Regions from separate parts of the Mus musculus genome. Here regions 1, 2, 3, 4, 6 and 7 are each linked to region 5. The links are chromatin contacts, called in public Hi-C and promoter capture Hi-C maps. All regions are on one chromosome and are shown on one strand. The core of a region is the stretch at or near the end of the contact, and the rest is flanking DNA. Distances in the headings are between cores, read along the strand shown.

The links. Promoter capture Hi-C pulls out the DNA fragments that hold promoters and counts their contacts. A called contact is a pair of places that touch in the nucleus more often than the background predicts. Capture Hi-C pulls out chosen DNA fragments and counts their contacts.
Region 1: a contact with region 5 is called in a promoter capture Hi-C map of adipose tissue, with 2.5 times the contacts expected there. The contact joins the promoter of Tmem263 here to the promoter of Washc4 in region 5. A contact is called at or near these places in 3 of 39 promoter capture datasets (hippocampal neurons, liver and pre-B cells), 1 of 115 datasets of contacts at active chromatin or transcription factors (astrocytes) and 1 of 9 other capture datasets (adipose tissue).
Region 2: a contact with region 5 is called in a Hi-C map of B cells, with 8 read pairs. The contact joins the promoter of Sirt6 here to the promoter of Washc4 in region 5. A contact is called at or near these places in 2 of 39 promoter capture datasets (liver and pre-B cells), 1 of 484 Hi-C or Micro-C datasets (B cells) and 1 of 115 datasets of contacts at active chromatin or transcription factors (astrocytes).
Region 3: a promoter capture Hi-C map of liver shows a contact between it and region 5, with 7 times the contacts expected there. The contact joins the promoter of Tcp11l2 here to the promoter of Washc4 in region 5. A contact is called at or near these places in 2 of 39 promoter capture datasets (hippocampal neurons and liver), 2 of 484 Hi-C or Micro-C datasets (nephron progenitors and uterus), 1 of 115 datasets of contacts at active chromatin or transcription factors (fibro-adipogenic progenitors) and 1 of 9 other capture datasets (adipose tissue).
Region 4: a promoter capture Hi-C map of adipose tissue shows a contact between it and region 5. The contact joins the promoter of Ric8b here to the promoter of Washc4 in region 5. A contact is called at or near these places in 5 of 39 promoter capture datasets (cranial neural crest, frontonasal cranial neural crest, hippocampal neurons and 2 more), 1 of 484 Hi-C or Micro-C datasets (B cells) and 2 of 9 other capture datasets (adipose tissue and liver).
Region 6: a contact with region 5 is called in a Hi-C map of B cells, with 5 read pairs. The contact joins the enhancer-like site here to the promoter of Washc4 in region 5. A contact is called at or near these places in 3 of 39 promoter capture datasets (embryonic stem cells, liver and pre-B cells), 1 of 484 Hi-C or Micro-C datasets (B cells) and 1 of 115 datasets of contacts at active chromatin or transcription factors (large pre-B cells).
Region 7: a promoter capture Hi-C map of adipose tissue shows a contact between it and region 5, with 3 times the contacts expected there. The contact joins the promoter of Polr3b here to the promoter of Washc4 in region 5. A contact is called at or near these places in 6 of 39 promoter capture datasets (3T3-L1-derived adipocytes, embryonic stem cells, hippocampal neurons and 2 more), 1 of 484 Hi-C or Micro-C datasets (CD4 T cells) and 1 of 9 other capture datasets (adipose tissue).

The regions. Positions count from the first base shown.
Region 1 is chr10:85,101,263-85,103,962 of GRCm38.p6, forward strand. Tmem263 (transmembrane protein 263) reads left to right here and starts at 1,365. Exons shown (of 3, transcript NM_001013028.2): 1 at 1,365-1,735. It overlaps Fhl4 (four and a half LIM domains 4), which reads right to left and starts at 1,233. Exons shown (of 2, transcript NM_010214.4): 1 at 1,034-1,233.
Region 2 is chr10:81,626,178-81,628,877 of GRCm38.p6, forward strand. It overlaps Sirt6 (sirtuin 6), which reads right to left and starts at 1,389. Exons shown (of 8, transcript NM_181586.4): 1 at 1,295-1,389; 2 at 313-440. The coding sequence starts at 1,360. It also overlaps a transcript of Ankrd24 not described here.
Region 3 is chr10:84,575,446-84,578,215 of GRCm38.p6, forward strand. Tcp11l2 (t-complex 11 (mouse) like 2) reads left to right here and starts at 1,502. Exons shown (of 10, transcript NM_146008.2): 1 at 1,502-1,567.
Region 4 is chr10:84,916,220-84,918,919 of GRCm38.p6, forward strand. Ric8b (RIC8 guanine nucleotide exchange factor B) reads left to right here and starts at 1,394. Exons shown (of 10, transcript NM_183172.2): 1 at 1,394-1,606. The coding sequence starts at 1,523.
Region 5 is chr10:83,542,509-83,545,208 of GRCm38.p6, forward strand. Washc4 (WASH complex subunit 4) reads left to right here and starts at 1,433. Exons shown (of 33, transcript NM_001033375.2): 1 at 1,433-1,594. The coding sequence starts at 1,534.
Region 6 is chr10:81,642,155-81,644,935 of GRCm38.p6, forward strand. Ankrd24 (ankyrin repeat domain 24) reads left to right here. Exons shown (of 20, transcript NM_001374016.1): 16 at 147-265; 17 at 363-1,739. Among named protein-coding and RNA genes, the nearest start is that of Gm10778, 5.5 kb to the right of the region's middle. Within about 2 kb of position 1,512, at least 419 of the 459 cell types and tissues checked have an H3K27ac peak or open chromatin away from gene starts, as enhancers often do. A contact at or near this core is called in B cells, embryonic stem cells, liver and 1 more, where this site is marked.
Region 7 is chr10:84,621,010-84,623,709 of GRCm38.p6, forward strand. It overlaps Polr3b (polymerase (RNA) III (DNA directed) polypeptide B), which reads left to right and starts at 1,289. Exons shown (of 28, transcript NM_027423.2): 1 at 1,289-1,529. The coding sequence starts at 1,458. It overlaps Gm17249 (a long non-coding RNA gene), which reads right to left and starts at 1,636. Exons shown (of 2, transcript XR_380645.4): 1 at 1,188-1,636; 2 at 1-449.

The DNA.
Region 1 (2,700 bases), core at 115-2,614, 1.6 Mb after region 5:
GAAAGAAAGTTATAAAGTTCTGCATTGTAATTTTGCCCAGGGTTCAATCTTGAAATCACCTATTAAAATCCTATTAAGAATTCAGGAGTCTATGACAATAAAAGATTGGTACTCAGTTAATACCACAGTTCAAACTCTCCTAATCATCATTCTCTTTTAGTTCTGTAAAACAAGATTATCATAATTTCAGCACAGTGATCTGAATGGACTTAATTCATCGATTTGATAACGGTTAAGCTCTAGTTCATTCTATTTAAGAACTGAACCAAGGTTAGCTCCCTCTCAGGATTTTTTGTTGTTGCTGTTAGCATCCCTTTTCTGAGACTTGATAAACACTTGCTATCCAGTTACACCACGCTGATTACTTTCATTTAAAAATTGAGGTCCCCTGTCCTGTGTATGTTTCCACTTGATAACTAGGTCGTGAAAAGAAAAAAAATCTCACGTTTTGGTATAATTTCTCAGTAAAGCCCCCTTACACCCACAGTCTCTCTTCTTATCTTTCCCAAAAGTGTAGGGTGGACTTATTGTCATTTTTATCTTAAAGATGTTGAGAGTCAAGGAAAAGCTAATAGCAATTATCTAGTCAGGTAGCCATTTCGTCACGTCTCTGCTTCCTCCTCACAGCCTTCCTAGGCAGCTATCACAAGCCCCCTTGGAAGCTCACTGTCCTGTTTCCCATCTGAAGCAGAGGCAACGCTGAACCCAGAGGACTTCCCAGACAGCATCTTCTTAGGCTGCTCAATACTTTACAGGACCCCACCAGGGATCCCCCCTCCCCCCAAGGCTGGCAAGAACGTGGAGGGGCCCTGACGAAGCCCTAGTTAGGAAGTGACAGTTTTCCTCCCTCTCCAGTTCAATTCTCACATCGATGAACCAACCTTCTTTCGCTACCAAAATTCAAGGCCCCCTGAAAGGCCTTGGGCATCCGCTGTGTGATGAGGGCGAACCTGACATGTTTACGCTCAAGGACTCCAGGTGGACCAACAACAACAACAAAAACCCCACACAAATTAGCAAGGCCTCGCCTCACCCTATCACTCGGTGACACAGGCTCGCAGAGCGCCCTGGGGAGAGCGACTGACAGAGGCCCTGCCCGTCACTCCCTTAGGGCAGCAGCTAAAGGTTGAAGCCCCTGGGCGAAGGAGAGGGAGACACCGGCGAGCATGCCGCCCTCCTCAGGGGAGAAGTTCTAAACCCCCATAACCGTTAGTTCCCTCGAGCCCGGAGAGTGGCCGAAGACTCGGGCGAGGCCGGAGGCGCGCGCCTCGCCGGGGCAGCGCCCCCTCGCCTGCTCTGATTGGGTGGCCGGGGCGGAGGGGGCGGGGAGACCCTCCGGATGAGGCGCGCGCGCAGGCTGGCCGGGGGCTGCTGGGAGGGCTGCGCGCGCCGAGCGACCGGTGGGCGCGGGAGGTGGGGGGGCGGAGGGCCGGGGGCGCGAGTGCGCGTGCGCGTCGGAACCCGAGGCGCGGGAGGAGGCGGGAGCTCCGGAGGCTGCGGAGGGGGCGGGTCGCGTCAGGCGCCACGTCCGCAGCCAGAAGCCGCCGCTGCCGCCGCCGCCGCCTCGCACCGACCTCGCACCGAGAGTCTTCCGACTTCTGAGCCGGAGAAGAGCATCTAGGTCGCGTAAGCCACTCCCGGGCCGCATCAGGGCCTCTGCTGCCCCGGCCGCTTCTGCTGTTCTCCGTGCCACCGCTCCCTCCGCCCGGCCGCAGCTCCCGGCCTCGACCCCGCGGTGAGTGAGTGTGTCCCATGGCTGGGGCGGGGGCGGGAGGGTGTCGTCGGCCTGAGTGGCCGCACTCCGGGCCCTTTCCCGTTAGCCTCATCTGCACCTCACCTGCACGACCCCGGGGCCTGGCCGCTCCAGCCTGGCCCTTTGCGGGGGGACACTGAACGGGAGGGGGATGGGCGGGAGTCGTTGGGGGGCGTACGGAGGTATGGGGTTACCCCAGTGGGTCCACGAGTTTGTGGACGCGGTGTCTGCAGTTGAAGGGAGTCGCTCTGGAAGCCTGGGTCTGACCTCTTGCCTTGAGTGTCAGGCTGGTGCGGAGGAGGAGATGGGGCATCCGAGGAGGAGCCCAGCTTCCTTGCCCCACTTAACTTCTGACCTGTTGATAAACGGTCCCGGTGGGTTCAAGTACACAGGGCTTGGCTCCAAGCGGAGATTCCCGCTGCTCTTCCTAAATCGGGAACTCCACTCCCACGCCTGTTCTAAGCCCGCAGGTGTGGGAATGAAGAGGGGCGCTGGCAGTGTCAAGGAGTGACTGGGGAGCAGGGGGGAAGGAGTCCTGGAGCAGCCGCCAGTGCAGTCACTGCCGACCCCAAGCTCAATCCAAAACCGAGCCTGCCATGCACAAGCAGCATCTAGTCTAGCCCCGGAGCTGCCACTCGGGATCAAGTTGGATCGTCTCTCTTAAGCCCGTCTTATATTGGAATTCCGCAGGAACTAGGGTGTGCTGGATGGACAACGAAGGGGCGGAGGAAGGAGGTGTCCAAGCCAGCACCAGCCTCTAGGGTCATTTTCTGCCTCTCCTGCCACGTCACTGCTCTGCTCAGGGGAAAAAAAAAAAGACTTGCTTGTGCCTAAAGGTGGATCAATGAGGGGGAGCTAGGGCTGCTGGGAAGAGTTAGAAACACCTAGACTAGGAAGCGAAATCTTACTTGATTGTGTCTTTTGTATCTTGTGAACGCTACTAATCC
Region 2 (2,700 bases), core at 139-2,638, 1.9 Mb before region 5:
GCGGGTTCCCAGAATGCTTTACAGTGGTCATAGGCTGCCACCGAAGGTTATGGGTGAGCTAGTCACTCCACAACATTGAGTCATTCTGACCCTAGAAAACCCAGTGGCTGGCCGAGCTGCATGAATACATTTCCCAGCATGCCTTGCAGCTACTACATTATGTGGGCATGCTCTGATCCTTGGGCAAGTGGAGTTTTTGCTGGGCCTTTCAGAGACATAGGAAAACTGAAAGGTCCTTCTGCCACCTCACCTTAGTCCCTAGAGGTGTATCAGCAAGAGCCCTGCCTCAGTTTCCCCTCATTGTTCACCGACCTGAAGTCGGGGATGCCAGAGGCGGTGCTGATGCCGGCGCCCGTGTGGAAAACCACGCTGGAGGACTGCCACATTAGCCGGGCCAGCTCCCACACCTTGCGTTCCAGCTCCTCTGGTGGGTCGAAGATCTGTAGGGTCAGAGGGCAGGAGGAGGCAACACGTGACCTCCCAAGTGGCAGGCCTCCTGTGGGTCAATGCTCTGTCTGCCCCTTCTCAACATCCCTCAGTTCCAGCCACACTCTTAACACATCGCTGTGTCCTACCCCAGGGCCTTTGCACATGCCGAGCCCTCTTCCCAGAGTGCTGTTCCTGCAGGCAGCCACTCCTTTGTCCTGGTCTGGTTGTGGCCCACGTGACCTCCCCACTGACGTCATCCCCCATCCTGGACTTTAGATAACCCACCTCTCTCCCCTAAATCAAGATGCAGCTCTACTTGTCTAGGGGCTCCGTTAACATGAGGCAGGCAGGGCATGGTGTCGCAGGCCTTTAACACCAGTACTCGGGAGGCAGAGGCAGGAAGATTCCTGTGAGTTCGGGGCCAGCCTGGGCTACAAAGAGAGAACCCTCCACCCTACTACACCCCTTCAGAAACAACAAAGACTGACAGCCCCACACTCAGGATCCATCTGGCCCAGATTCAGGGAGGAGTACAGAGTGGGGTACAGGGATGCCCCCAGGAAAGGGTGCCAGCTTCCGGCCCTGCAGATCTTCCCACAGCTCCAGGTTTTCCCTGACAATTAAGACGTCCACTCCCTGACCTGACGATTTGGTCTCGTTCCCATTAGCCCCTCACTCCTTCCCTGACCCAGGTTCCTCCGTGTCACCCAGCCTGAGCAGTGGGTGTCACTTCCCGCCCCCTCCTTCCAGGGAAGTCCCTCCCATTGTCTAGACTCTATGTTTCATGCTGTTCCCACAATGCCCCGCTTCGCCCGGCCGCTCCCCGTCTGGGGTCATTCGGTGACTCGAACACTGCAGCTCTCACCTCGGGCAGCCCGCACTTGCCCTTATCCGCGTAAGGCGACAACCCTGCTGCATAATTCACCGACATCGTCGCCGGCGCTGCCGCACGGGAACAATAAAGTTTCCCTTGTTGAGGCCGCTTCCGCCGGAAGTGGTGAAGGGACGGTCGGGAAAGAGTAGCCGCCTTCCCTAGATACGTGCCTGAGGGTGGGGTGGGTACGTGGAGGTGAAAAACAGCATTCTTTCCAGAGCGCATGCGCCCTCCTGATGCAGCAAGCTTAGTCTTCAGTGCTGGCCGAGACTACCTCTCTGACTTAGTGGATTCCCCAGTCCTGGGATCCGCGACCAGAGCCAGAAAAGTGATGAGGCCACTCACAGGAGTCGAGGCAGGGGGATTGCGAGTCCCAGACCAACTCCCTGTTTCAAAAGAGACAACATCAGCAAAACCCAGAAATGAAACCAAACAAAGCAAAACAAAAATCCACAGTTCTCAGTGTGTAGAGCCCTGCCCGGAGTGCTTATAGCACTGGCAGGAGGGGACAGAAAGTTCGAAGCCACGCTAGGCTACATGATACCCTAACCTTTGTGACTGTCATCCAGGGTCTGCCTGACTCTGGCTACAGGAGAGAATGAATGGAAAACTGGGGTTCTTGGGCAGAGGAAAGACCTCTGGGCCCCCTGCCAACATTTCCTGGGTTAGTTTCTGGAGTGCACCTCCCGGAATATCACAGAGCATAGGGTTAGGTCCACAGAACTGGGCGAGTTCCACGTGTTACCCAGAGGTGCCCAGAGATGCAAGGAGAGAGGTGAAGAGCCCTGCTTCCGTGGCCATCTAGAGATGGGAGGCACTATCTGACCATTCTGCCTGTTGGTAATCAACAGACACAGGAGCCATGTGATGGGTCAATGGCAGCATATAACAACCGAAGCCTCCTGATCCCCGTGGAGACCCCAAGAAAGGCTTCGAGGAGGCAGGAGCACACAAGGAGGTGGGAGAGGCCGTCCTTGGGGCTGCCCATCTGAGCAAGCTGGCTAACAGCAGCTTGTCTCCTCCCTTGGCTCATCCGTCCCCCGCTCCCCCACCCCAACCTGATCGGGTGTCACCTCTACTCTGCTGCTGGTGGCTCGCAGCTGGAGCGGGTAACCAGAGAGGCTGCTTGGACGCTGGGTTCCGGTCTGGAGTCGCCTGAGGTAGGGGGATGTGGGTGAGGGAGGCCAGGGAAGTCTGGGTGCTGGTGAGGGGTGCTACCTGCAACAGTATGAACACACGCATCTGCACACTTGTGACAGGTGCACACATCCCACGCGGGAGCCAAGGCCCAGGCCCAGTGCGCAGCGTCACCTGTGCTGTGTCACCTCTTCAGAAGGCAAACCCTTAAATCCACAGGCCTTCCCTGCCACCTTGCCGTGGCGATTTCCTTCAGACTG
Region 3 (2,770 bases), core at 252-2,751, 1.0 Mb after region 5:
AGTCCAGAAGACAGCACTGCATCCTTTAGAACTAGAGTGTTCTACAGTGTTTGAGAGCCGTCCAGTGTGGATGATGAGATCTGAAATTGCCTGTGGTCCTCATGATAGAGCAGCAAGGATTCTTAGCAGCCGTGGCTCCACTTTAGGTTGTGTAATTTCTAGAGTGACAGATACAAATGGATACAAATCTCTAGGTAGGTTTTCTTGTTCAGAATAACTTGCCAACTAGGTTCAGTAGCTAACAGTGAGCTTCTAAGAGTGCTTTAGTTCCATTCTTATCCCACTGAACAAGAAGATCTCTTGGGTAGGCAAATGTTAGGGACTTGGTTATAACCTCAGACCAGTCCATGCTGTACAATTGTATTTCTATCTTGCTTTAAACTATTGTCTGCTTTTGGTTTTCTTCTTTCTAGAATGATAGTAGACAATTTGCCTCCACAATCCGATATGATTTTAGTCCTAAACAGGAATATTTCAGCTTATATAAAGTTCATTTATTTTTTTTGTATGACGCTACCCACAAGTAATACCAACTTGTACCTGGCAAAATAGTGGTTCTGTTTCTTTATGCCCAGAAGCAAGCTCACGAGAAGTTATGCTTAGTAAGCCTGACCACACAAGAGCCCCTCCCAGCACTTATTTACATTAAGCCTGGTTGAAAACTCTCCCCAAGATAAGCGCCGCCAAAGAACCCTTAGAAGAAGTAAGACACTTTATCTTTGTGCACAGGCGAAGCCTTCGGAGAGCTTAGGTAGGTGTGGCTCCCAGAAACCAATCGTCCAATTCAAGGGGCAAATCAGGACCCGTGTTTACAAGAACATGTTGACACGTGTGGATGACGCGGTTGGACGCTGATGTGCGTGGGACAGCCTGTTTGGAATGTTGTTGACTCGCTTGGCCCGGTGTGTGTGGCCATTGTGAAGGTGGGCATGTAGTGTTTTTATATTACTGCCGCGAGCGGACACCAGAAGTCTGTCCGTTCGGTTGGAGTTAGTCCATTTCATCCTACCTGGTAAACTGAAAGAAACAGGATTGGGGGCGTCACCCGCTGCACTTAGGCCCCGCCCTTACACAGCCAGGCCCCGCCTCCGAACGCTTTAGGCCCTACAGCAGCCCAGGCGCTCCCGGCCGTAGGCTGCCCCAATTCCGTGTTCACTCCTCTCCCCGCCCCTGGCGGTCCGGACCGTACCACCACTGAATATAGGGAGCACACATTTCTCGTGTGCAAATGGCTTTCTGTCTGAGCCTTCTTCAGCCTTCACGATAGAAACGTGAGAAAGCTATGGTTTTTGTAGACAGACTCTTCAAGAATTTAGGGATCTTCGCCAGAACCCTGCCCTGGATTCTGGCGCCGCGGTGCTATAGTCCCCCTCCAGTTCCTTCCCGAATGGTCGCGCCCAGGGAGTACCTCTGGGCCCTTTAAATACCGCGTGGGGCTGCGGGGGGGCTCCAGAGTTGACAGACTGCTGAGTCTCCCCTTGTCTGCGACGCTGGTTGAGGGGGGATACGCAGAGCCCCGCGACCCCCGCCACCTAGCTTTCCTCGAGTCTCTACGCGGGATCCGGGGGTGCGTACCCATCCCAGGGGAGGGGCCGTGGGATCTGAGGGGACCGCGTCTCCTTATGGCAGCGGGAGGGCTCCTTGTGCCCTCCGAGTTCGGGACATTTGACCTCGGAGTCAAGGCTTGAAGTGGGGCACGGTGGCAGTGGTGGCCCAGGCTCTGCCGGGGCCGCTTGGTCGTGATGACATCCCTTTGGGTGCGTGCCAGCGACTGTGCTCAACGGCGCGAGACGCTCTGGGCTCCCCGTGCGGTCAGGTCCCCAATCCCTCGTCCCTGGAGGAGTGGGACTGAGCCGCGGTGGGGCCCGGCTGGGCCTCGGCCCTATGTTTGGGTCTTGTTGCTGGGTTTCTCGAGAGCTGGGTTCTGTCCCGGCAGTCCCCTCCCCCAAACGTTTGTTTTGACAGGAAACGTGGTGCTGCTAGAGGGAGGGGCGAGCAGAGAACGTGGGCGAGCGGGCAGGACTCCTGGGACTTCCGTTGGACTTGACTGTCCAGGAGGCCAGCTCAGGTCACATCTGGGTCAGACCCTTGCCTTCTCAGACCCTTGCTTTGCCTTGCTTTGGGTGGCGCCACAAAACATAGCAACGAGATTCGGTGGCACGTGGATGACACAGTTATGTGTTTACGTTAGTACAAGAGGAAAAACTTCCATTAAATGAGCGATTTCGCAATGTTTACTTCTAAAATGCGTTTATTAGACTGGGACTGTAGTTCTGTGGTAGAGCACTTTACAGGACTGTAGGTTCTGTCCTCCCCCAACCACAAGAAGCCCAAATCATGTGTTTAAACACAAGAATCCAGTCAACAAAGAAGGGTTTGTTAAACTACCGTTACAAGCAGAGTAGAAACACTTGAGTGGTTCCAGTGAGAATGGAACCTCCCTCTTTCATCGTTGTCTTGGTACCTTAACGGTAAAGAAACCAGGCAACTTGTCTTTGTCCTTAGTGGGCTGCTCAGCACAAGGTGGTGTTCAGCTCTCAGCTCTTAGTTAACCTACCTCCCAACTGATAATTTCAACCAGTTCTTACACTGGTTCCTGGGCTAGGAGTCCCCATCCCACCTCCACCTCCACCCCGCCCCGTCTACTCTGCCTTTTTCCTACCCCCATGGATTTCATACATTGCTCCACTTGAAGTGACCCAGGGCTGAAGGGCGCCTTACCCCCCGGGTGTGCAGCACAGGTGTTAAACTAGGCATCAGGGATGGGGGG
Region 4 (2,700 bases), core at 144-2,643, 1.4 Mb after region 5:
GCTCATTTTAAAACAAGAACAGCAGGGCTGTTCATGGTGATGTCCACAAGAACAGACCACCCAGTAAGGTTGGGACTTGTTTTGGGAGCCACTGTATCCACACTGTATTGGATAATGCCCAGCAATGCACAAATTCTCAAATATTTAATTTTTTGAGATGTTGAGTGAACCCAGATGAAATGTAAGTGGCTGGCACAGAACTAACACTTGGAGAATATGTGCCTCCATCACCACTGACTCCATGGATACTCTGGTTGTGTGATATTTACATCTTTGGGAACGACCTGGATTCAAATCTCAACTTTCTCAATTACTAAGTGCAGAGCTAATTTCCCTGGGTTCAAATCCCAGGTATGCCTCATTAATTCTGAGCTTCAATTTCTTCATCTGGAAAATAGAAATAAAATATATATGTATATATGTACATACACACACACACACATATACATACATATAATATAAAATTATATATACATAATCTAATAATCTATCTCCAAATAATATCTATATAGATATATAGATCTCTCCAAATTTCTTTATCTGTTGTGATTCCTTAGGGTTCCACAAAGAACTGTGTTCAATTTCCCATGTTGCTGTAGCCTAGTGCATAACAGGACTGCAACCGGGTGAGGAGGGTGAGCATTCCAGAGACGGAAACCGCTAACTGAGCATAGAGGGAACTCAACCTGGCGCTGACAGCCACTACCAAGGGTCGGCCGTTTCGCCATCGTCAGTAAGTCCAACCAGCCGCGTCTAAGTGCAGGTCAGAAAAAAGAAAAAAATAAAAACCAAAAAAAAAAAAAAAAAAACCCAAAAACAAAAAACCCAGTTAAACCCCAGTTTAGACCCTCCCACCAACGAAGGGTCCCTCCGCCTCTGGCCTCCAGCGGTCGCAGGATTCTGGTTTCCGGCCTTTAGGGAACTACATTTTCCAGCATGCCCTCTGGAAAGAGGGAAGTCTTTTGCACTGGATGACTACCAATTCCGGCATGCTATTCAGTTCACTAATAACTCAGATGACAGCGTGGGATGAGCCCATTGCATGTCGGGAATTGTAGTGTAGAAGCGGTAGGCTCGCAGATGGGCGGGGAACAGCCCGCCAGTTCTCGTCCGCTATGGGGGAATGATTCATAGAGTGTTAGGAGAGACAGTTCTGCTCGTGGAAGCCCGCTGCGAAGCCCAACTCTTCCCCAAGGCTGGCAGACCTAGGGGAGTAGGCAGGGCCTGGGCCTGACTCAGTCTCTGGTGGCTCCTCAGGCCTCCACCAAGCCCCGGGCCTTGTCAGGGGAGGCCTCCGGGCGCCGGTTGCTGGGGGAGCGGTGACGTCGCGGGGTGAAAGTTGAGGGGCGGTGACGTAGGGCCTGCCCGGGCGGAGGCTGGCGGGTTGGAGGCTGGAGGGAGGGAGGGAAGGAGGGAAGGAAGGAAGCTGGGAAGGAGCGAGGTAGCGGGGGCGCGAGGCGTTTACCTGGGAGGCAGCGGCTGGGGCGCGCACAGCGGCTGCGGCTCCCCCGCACCTGCGGCCATGGATGAAGAGCGCGCCCTCTACATCGTCCGGGCCGGCGAGGCGGGGGCTATCGAGCGGGTCCTGAGGGATTACAGCGACAAGGTAAAGAACTCTGGCCCCGGGCGTTCGCTGTCTTGTCCCCCCTCCCCCCGGGCCGCCTTCGGGGCTTGCACTTCGCATCCTCCCCATCCCCCTCATTCCGGGGATGCGCATTGCTCTCCCCCGAAAACGTTTCCGGCTTGGGCATGCGTGTTTGTGCCCCCAGCCTTTCCCACTCGTTCATCCTGCATCTACCCATTGCCTCCACTATAATGCCCACTCCGATTTCTGGCCCAGCAGCCTGTCCTGTGGTCTTCTTCCTAAACGTGCAAGGCACACCCCCAGAATCTGTAGATGCGCGGCTGCCCAGTGCCCCGTTCCTGGATGCATAAAATGCATGCGAGGCTTTCTCACCTGTATAGTGTGAAAATACATGCTTCTCTGCATAAACACGGCCCTTGTCATGCACAAAACATATCAGCAACGATGGCAGGTCTTTGTGTACCTGTACCATTGTATGGTTTACCAGGCATTGATGTCTTTTATGTGATCTCCTTTGATATCCTCCAAGTGCTTATAAAGTAGATGGTATCAACCTTCCCATTTCATAGATGAGGAAACCGAGGTGCAAAGAACTGAAATCACGCCCCAAGGTCATGGACATATGTTGCAAGTGGGTAGAAAATCCAACTCCTAATAATACCTGTTATTTGTATCGCATTAACAGCTTTTCTGTTCATTATCTCATTTAATCTTGACAGCAATCCTGTGAGGTATTATCTGTGTTTTGCAATGGAGCCTCCAGATGGGCTAAGTAACTAGCCCAAGGTCATTCCTGGGAGCCAGAGCCTTCCCACCTAGGTTTTCAAACTATCCATTCACTGGTCTTTTGCTACAGTGATCGGTATCTTATTATTAATACCACTTTCATCTCTGGAGGAGCTCTCTCTCCAAGTACCATTAGATCTTCCTTTTCCTTTCAGCAGTTTCTCATGTTTGCTTTAATAAGTAGCCTACCTAACACCTTTAGGCTGTTTGGGAGACTTGTATGACTCTCTTCTCTGAAGACCCATCCATCACCAAGTTACACCATATACCTAACAGGTACCTTACTGTTCCTTTCCCCTGCCTATTTATCAGCCCTCTCTGAAAGAAAC
Region 5 (2,700 bases), core at 183-2,682:
GGGCTAGATTTAGTCTTGTGATAATGTGGGCCCGAAGCTGCCAACAGCTACCATATGGAACCTAAAGAAGGCTGCCAGAACTGCATGCTACAGAAACTGAAAATTCCAATAGGCCACCCTGAAGCCAGAGACACACTAAGTCCACATGTGTTTGTCAGCTGTCACTGTAACAAACACTTTTGTTAGAAAAAAAAAGCATTTTCTAATTTCTTTGCAATGCCAGGCATGGTGACACATGCCTGTATTCCCAGCACTTAGGAAAGCACTTTACAAAGTAAAGATGTTCATTTGTGGCTCAGATCTGTAGAGGTTTCCCTCCATAGCCTTGTCACAGGCCCAGGAGCAGCAGGGACTCTCAGCTACGATAATGAGATCTTGTCTCAAAATAAAACCAAGCCCAAACCTTAGCATCTCAGAACATGCTCTTCAAGAGAACATTCTATATTGATTTGTGGTACTTTATATAATGCAAATAACTTTAAAACTCTGCTTGAAAAAGACTCAGCTAATAGACACAAGAAAAATTTAAGAGCCACTTTGTATTAATGAGCACCTACCCGTTTTCAAGTAATCCAGTCTTCTTTAATGAGATTTGAATTCTTCCTATGCATTTGCAAACACATGAGCATAAATAAACGTTTACGTCGATTGTAGATGTTACAGCAAATATGCATTGTTCTAAAATCGACTCCTCTCCTTTTTTTTTTTTTCTTTTTTTTCTTTAATGCCATTTGAGACCTATTTCATTTTGTAGCTTTCTAGGAGTTCAGAGTATGGATGTCTTAAATTTTACATTATGATTTTTTTTTTGATGCTATTTAGACTGCTTCGTAGAAGTACATACTAAAAACTGCCCTGATAGAAAGCGTTTTGTGTAAACGTTAGGATAGATGTAGAACTCAGGGTAACACAGTTCCCACCCCACCTTCTTAAAAGCAAGGAAAGAAAGAATAGTGATCTATGTAAAGCAAACCCAGTAGTGAGATTGCTTGGTGGCGTTCTTAAAGTCATTACTTTTTTACACACACAGGTCTTTTCTCAACAAATAATCTGCACAGGAAGTGCAAGGGGATCAAGGAATCGCGAGGGTAAAGACAGAAAGGGAGCTGGTGAGACAGGCATCTTGGTCCAAGGGCTCGGGCAGTGTCCAGGTGAAGGACCGGGTCTTGCGTTGGGCCCCACCCGGTTATTTCCATTCTTTCCAGGTTAGACTGAGGGAGTAATCCCCTAGGATATAAAAAAAAAAGAGCCTCGAGGAACGGAATGTGCCCTGAGAACAGTCGTGAACGGCAGCGAGACCAGGAAAGGATGCAGGATGCCAACGGCAGCCATCACTATGGCGGCCGCGCCGGGAGCAGGCGGTCGACTCGCTTTCCCAGCGGCTCCCGCGGTCCGCAGGGCCGAGAGTCCACTGGCTCTGGCGTGCGGGGGCGGGGCCGAAGCCGGAAGTCACGTGCCGTGACAGCGGCTGGGGTGAGGCCCGCGTCGCGGCTGTGGCTGCTCGGGGCTGTGTCTGTGGGAGGTTCCGCGGCGATGGCCGTGGACACTCTGTCGCCCGACTGGGACTTCGACCGCGTGGACGACGGCTCTCAGAGTAAGCCCCGGCATCGGGCGAGGCGGGCCGGGCGGCGCTGCGGACGGAGGGCGGCGCGGTGCGGCGCCGCGCTGCGCAGCCGCCCTCTCGGGACCCTCCCGCTGGGTGGGACTGGGGCGCTCTGCGTGACCGTGTGGTCGCGTCTGGCCGTGCACTCGCACCCTGCGTCCCTCCCGGAATCGGTGACGGGCCAGCGGTGCCATCGCTGGGGAGCCCCGCGCGAGGCCATCCTCCCGGGTTGTCCATCCCGTCCCAGGGTTTGCCCCAGATGCTCAGCCTTCAGTTCTAGAAGAGTCTGGGTTCCCGTTTCGGTTTCCTGTTTTTCTTTGCTTCTCAAGCCAACTTTTGAAGTTTGGATTCACGTTCTTAGAACCACAGAGACAGCTAAAAACAGCTCTTTCTGGCCTTAAAAAAAAAATCAACCAACATAGGAATATCTTATTCCTTCTCGGCCCTTTATTGATTTTTAAATAGCTGAAAAGGTTTTTAAATCTATTTTAACTTTTTAAAAAATCAGATCTGCTTCGCAGTTGCCTCATGACGTCAAGTCCAAGTTTATGTTTAAAATCACTTCCAACCCCAAAAGCCTCATAGTTTGTTTCAGCATAAATGGACAACCCAAACTAATTAGAGACACTCTGGAGGTTGATTTGTTTGTTTGTTTGTTTGTTTGTTTTTTCTGTGTGATAGAAGATATATTGGGGCGAGTTGCCCAAGAAATTTTTAAATGCATACCTTTCCCAAAAGTAGGAATGCCTTTAAAAATAAAGTACAGCTGCATTATGAATTATTTTACAGAGATACTAGACCATGTACAGATTCCTATGTAACTGTGTTTTGCCTTTACATCTAGTTGAACTATGTTCAGGGTGCTGGGCAGATCTTAAGATATTGGTCTTAGTCAGCATAAAGAAAAATCTAGATGGAAGGATAGTAACCACCCCTTCTCCTCCCCCCCCCCCCCCCCATTGTGCGCTGAGGTCCCTACTTTAGTTTAATCTAACCAAAGTTGGAATGAAGGTATACTGGGTTTCAGCTTTAAGTGGAATGAATGATCAGTTATTTAGACATAATCAGTTTTTTAGATGCTCAGGACTGGGGAAAGG
Region 6 (2,781 bases), core at 262-2,761, 1.9 Mb before region 5:
ATGGAGGAGGCACATGATGCCAGAAGGGCACAGACACTATGATCCCCACCTGCCTGAGGCAATGCACCTCCCCACTGAGCAGTTCCTGACTGTCCCTCATGGCATGTGTCCCCAGCCTGACTCTGTGCTGTTCTCAACCTTGTCAGGAGCTGATGCACTGATGCCAAAGAACCAGAGTCCATCAGCAGAGGAAATAGTTGCTTCCCTACAGGAGCAGGTGGCTCAGCTCACCAGGCAGAACCAGGAGCTGCTGGAAAAGGTCCAGGTGGGGAAACTGAGGCAGTGGACATCTCTGCAGACCTCGGGGTGGGCAGGGAACATGGTGAGCCCACCTCTTAGCCTGCCTGCCTCCCCACCCCCAGATCCTTGAGGAGTTTGAAAAGGATGAGGCGCAGATGGCAGAAGAAAGTCAGGCCGAGGTCGTCCCCCTGGTCTTGTATGAATCCTTACGGGCAGAGCTTGAGCAGCTTCGGAGGCAATACACAGAGGCCATGCATTCGCAGCAGCAGCAGCAGGAGGGGGAGCCACCCAGGGCTCAAGAAGGAGAAGAGACAGCATACCAGGAAATCAAGGATAAGGGAATCACTATCCAGAATGGACCCAGCGTCCCAGACCTCAACGGCACCACATATGCAGAAACCAAAGCAAATGGAATGGAACTCCAAGCAGGAGGCTCCAAGGGTGTCTGGAATACTGAAGCAGGGGTTTCAGAAGCAGCACCCATAGAACCCGAGGCTGCAGGTTCAGAGGCCACGGGGAAAGACAGACTGGCAGCCAAGGAAATGGACACTAGTGCTACTATGGCTGAGGCCCTAAATGTGAAAGCTCTAGGTGACAATGCCGAAAGTGAGCCAGTGGCTGCCGAAGATACAGGAGGAAAAGAGAATCCAGGAATGAAAGCTGATGAGGTGGATGTGTTGGCACAGGCAGGGCTCACAGGTACAGTGATTAGAAACATGGAGGCCATCGGAGTGCGGGATACAGGAATTCAGGCCACAGGATTAGAGGCTAAGGCAGTGAAGACCACTGGAGTGCAGGCCACAGTGGCGGAGGTCATAGGAGTGAAGGTCACAGGAGTGCAGACCACAGCGATAGAAGCTATAGGAGTCAAGGACACCACCCAGGTGGCCACAGGAGCGCAGGCCGATTGCTGGCAGGCCACGGAGGCAGACTGCACCGGAGCGCAGGACACAGCTATGGAGCCCACGGGGGCACAGGCCACTGTGACAGAGACTACGGAAGCCGAGACCAGCGGCACGGAGGACCCTTGCGCTGCGATCCTGCACCCGGGGGCGGCGGCGGCGGCGCTGCAGGCCGAGCTGGAGACCCGGATCCGCGGTCTGGAGGAGGCGCTACGCAGAAGGGAGCGGGAGGCTGCGGCCGAGTTAGAGGCTGCTCGGGGCCGTTTTGCAGAGGCTGAGGAGGCGGCGCGGGGGCGGAGCCGCGAGCTAGAGGCGCTTCGGGAATTGCTGGCCACGGCCACGGCTACCGGCGAGCGCGCACGCACAGAGGCCGCCGAGTTGCGCCAAGCGCTAGCTGCCTCCGAGGCTCGGGTCGCCGAACTCAGCTCTACCGTGGACGCCGCTCGCGAGGAGCTGGAGCGCATGCGCGGGGCCTCGGTTCCTGCGGACGAGCACGAGCACGCGCTGAGCGCCCTGCGCGACCACGTGACCCGGCTGCAGGCGCAGCTGGCGGACCTGGCGCGCAGGCACGAGAAGACTAGCGCAGAGGTCTTCCAGGTGAGCGCCTGCGCCAGGCTGTCCTTTCAGAGGATTTCCGCGTGGGCCTGGGCGTCTGCGTGAATGTCTATCACATATACGCAGTACTCCGGAGGCCAGAAGAGGGCGTCCGATTTACTGGATGTTGGAGTTACAGACATGAGCCACCGCGTGGGTGTTGGGAACTGAACCCTGGTCTTCTGCAAGAGCAGTGATCTAACCCCCTTTGCTATTTCTCCAGCCCATAGTATTTCTATTTAGTTTTAATTTATTATTTTCTATGTGGTGCACACACATGGCATGGTGGGAAAGTCAGATGGCAGCCTGTGGGACACAGTCCTCTCTTTCTCATGTGGATCCTGAGCACCAACCAAGGCTATTAGGCTTAGCTGCAAGCACCTTTACCCTGAGCCATTCCCGAGCCCCCTGGTCTGTGTGTGTGTGTGTGTGTGTGTGTGTGTGTGTGTGTGTGTGTGTTTTGTTTTGTTTTTATAGCAGAGACTTGTGTGGTTGAGGCTGATTTTGAAAGCCTGATCCTTTAGCGTCTACCTCCCAATTAGAGGGATGATAGGTGTAGCATCAGTAGGACCTGTTTACACAGAGGTGCATGTTGGGCCAGCTCTCTACCCACTGAGTCCCATCTGAGTTGAAAATTTTGTTTTTGCCAACTATATTGTGTGCCCATAGCTTCACAGTGAGGCCCTGTCTCAACAAAACAAAACAAAAAAAGCGAACAAACTTCCTTAGAAGGGATTGTGTGTGTGTGTGAGACAGTTTTCGTTCTTGCTTTGGCCTTGAAGTCACAGTGTAGCTTTGGAACTCCTGATCCTCCTGCCTCAGCTTCCCGAGTATCTGGGTCACAGGCTTGCACCACAAATGAGGCCACCAGGGCACAAAGAGGCCTAACCAGCTGTCCAGGGACAAACAGCCAGTAGCCAGTGGCTCTTGGCAGGACCGGGATGTTACCAGGGTCGGGTGGGAATCAGAACCTTCCTTGAGGTGGAATGGTATCAGTTCAGCATGGAAGGGTGGGAAGAGCCGAAGGATCCAAGCCACTTTGGGG
Region 7 (2,700 bases), core at 39-2,538, 1.1 Mb after region 5:
CATCTTTTACCTCTTCTTCCCATGGGATTTTTCTTACCATTGGACTTGCATGAACTCATTTCCAATTTCAGTGACAAATCCTTTTGTCTTCTACCAACTGTGTGTTTACTATTCATAGAGATTTTTTATAGGTGTATCTAATTTTTTAAAAATTAATGGAATACAACTTTTAGCAATTCTTATGCTTTCTCCGTTGCCATCCTTGAAATCTTTCACCAATCAATGTTATTAATACATTACCTTTTCTTTGGAGACAGGGTTTCATGTAGCCCAGGCTGGCCTCGACCTTGTTAGGTAGCCAAGGATGCCCTTGAATTTCTGGATGCCCTCCTACCTCTAGCTTCTAAATGCTGGGATTATAGGTGTCTGTGCTGCCGTGGGAGGATTATGTGCAATCCTTCGTTTATTCGGTGTAGTGGTAACAAACTCCGTCCCTCTGACGTTTCCTTCTAGTGTTTTGTTAAGGTATATTTCATCGACATAGGATTTAAACATATTTTCCCCCAAACCGTTAATTAACTATTCTAATATAATTTATTGGGTTTTCCCTAAGAGGATCTTGGACCTCATTCTTCAAACTCCCTGAGACAGTGAGGTTGTGATCCTACCACCTCTACATACCAAATGCTGGGATTAAAGTCGTGGGCCCCTACACCCTGTCATAGCAGGAATCAACCCCAGGTGCTCTGGAAGAGCAACCAGTAGTCCTCAATCCCTGAGCCGCCCCTGGGTCCTAAGTCACTGATCAGGTCGCTCCCGTTTAAACCCTTCAATGGTGCTTTACTATTCCCAGGGAGAAAGTCTAACACCTTCTAAGAGTTAACACATTTCAGAATCAGGAAGGCATCTTTTACTGCCCCCTGGCTGTCCTGGAACTCACTTTGTAGGCCAGGCTGGCCTCGAACTCAGAAATCCGCCTGCCTCTGCCTCCCGAGTGCTGGGATTAAAGGCGTGCGCCACCACGCCCGGCTGATGCCTGTTCATTACACGCAGGTACCACCAATTATTTAAGCAAGGACTTTTGCTCTTCTGTACTACACAACATACAAGCAGTTTAGACTGAGTTAATTGAAATCTCTGCTTTAGAAGTTCATGTTGTGACTAATGTGTATTATCGAGTCATTTTTCAGATTAGTTATACAGTTAGAACTACTATACTTTGCCGTATTCAATCATTCTGGGGATACTGGAAATGAGCCTGTCAAGAGGCTAGGATTAGCCCGGCGAGACCTCGGAAGTACACCAGTGGGTGTAGTTTTCCACATCCGGCTCGGTCACTTCCGGGTTCCTCCGCAGGTTAGGCCCTGACCAGGCGGAACCTTTTGAAACGCCTCCCCGTAAACAAGCGCCACGGGGACACCGGAGGAGAACGCACACCACTCTCCGCGTGCTACTTGCTTGGAGCCGCACGGGCGGATGTGAACATTCTGCCGACTTCTTCCTCTACCGTGAATGGAATGGATGTTCTAGCCGAGGAGTTCGGGAGCCTGACTCCGGAGCAGCTGACTGCGCCGATCCCGACTGTGGAGGTAAGTGCCGTGAGCGCAGGCAGCGGAAGAGGTTGGAGACGACTAAGGAGGCGTTGCCGGGAGAGTTTTCAGGATGACGAGGGCGGGTCCCTGGGCTTCTACGCATGCTCAGAACTTCTGCACATGCTCGGAGCTCCGGGTGTGTGAGCTTTTACCAGGTGTGGTTCTTGAGCGTTTGTAGCAGCAAGTACAGATCTCTCAGTAGCGTCCTACGTTTAGAAGCTTAGCGAATGGCTCTCGGGTAAAGCTTTTCTAATTTAAGTGTGCACTGGCAAGAATTGGTCCTTGTGTATTCTCTCAGGAACCAATATCTTCTTGCCGATCTCACCTGGAAGGACACAGAGATCCTGAGAACGTAGGCAATGTTCTTGAGGTCCCATAGCCGGCTTTGGTGCTAAAAGTAAATGGGAATCTCACCCTTGTCATCATTTTCCTTTTACTCCACAGTTTCTTTGGACTGCAGGTTTAGTTTAAGTACCTTGACTATCCCTTCGTCCCCCATTTTTGATCTTGTATTTTCTTAGGGGCCCCTATAGCTTTCATCAGATTCTTAAAAGTTAAAGGATAATTGCTTCACGGTGAACTGCCTAAGGAAGTGCAGTTATTGACATGATTTTGTTTCCTGAGAAGGTATATAAATTCTCACTGAACCTTGACATCTTTGGCACAGAATAGGGACATCTAGGACTGAAGATGGTCGAGGAAGAAATTCAGGCAGAGGAACAGGTTGTACATGACCCCAGACACACCATCAGTTGTTTCAGGGGAACAAATAAATCTAGTGGAGCTAGGGGAAGAGGGCAGTAAAAGATGCCTTCCTGATTCTGAAATGTGTTAACTCTTAGAAGGTGTTAGACTTTCTCCCTGGGAATAGTAAAGCACCATTGAAGGGTTTAATTGGGAGCGACCTGATCAGTGACTTAGGACCCAGGGGCGGCTCAGGGATTGAGGACTACTGGTTGCTCTTCCAGAGCACCCGTGGTTGATTCCTGCTATGACAGGGTGTAGGGGCCCACGACTTTAATCTCAGCATTTGGTATGTAGAGGTGGTAGGATCACAACCTCACTGTCTCAGGGACTTTGAAGAATGAGTTCCAAGATCCTCTTAGGGAAAATACACAGTATTTGTCTTTGTGTTTGGCTTATTTCTCAGTGTTCCCCTACTCCTAAT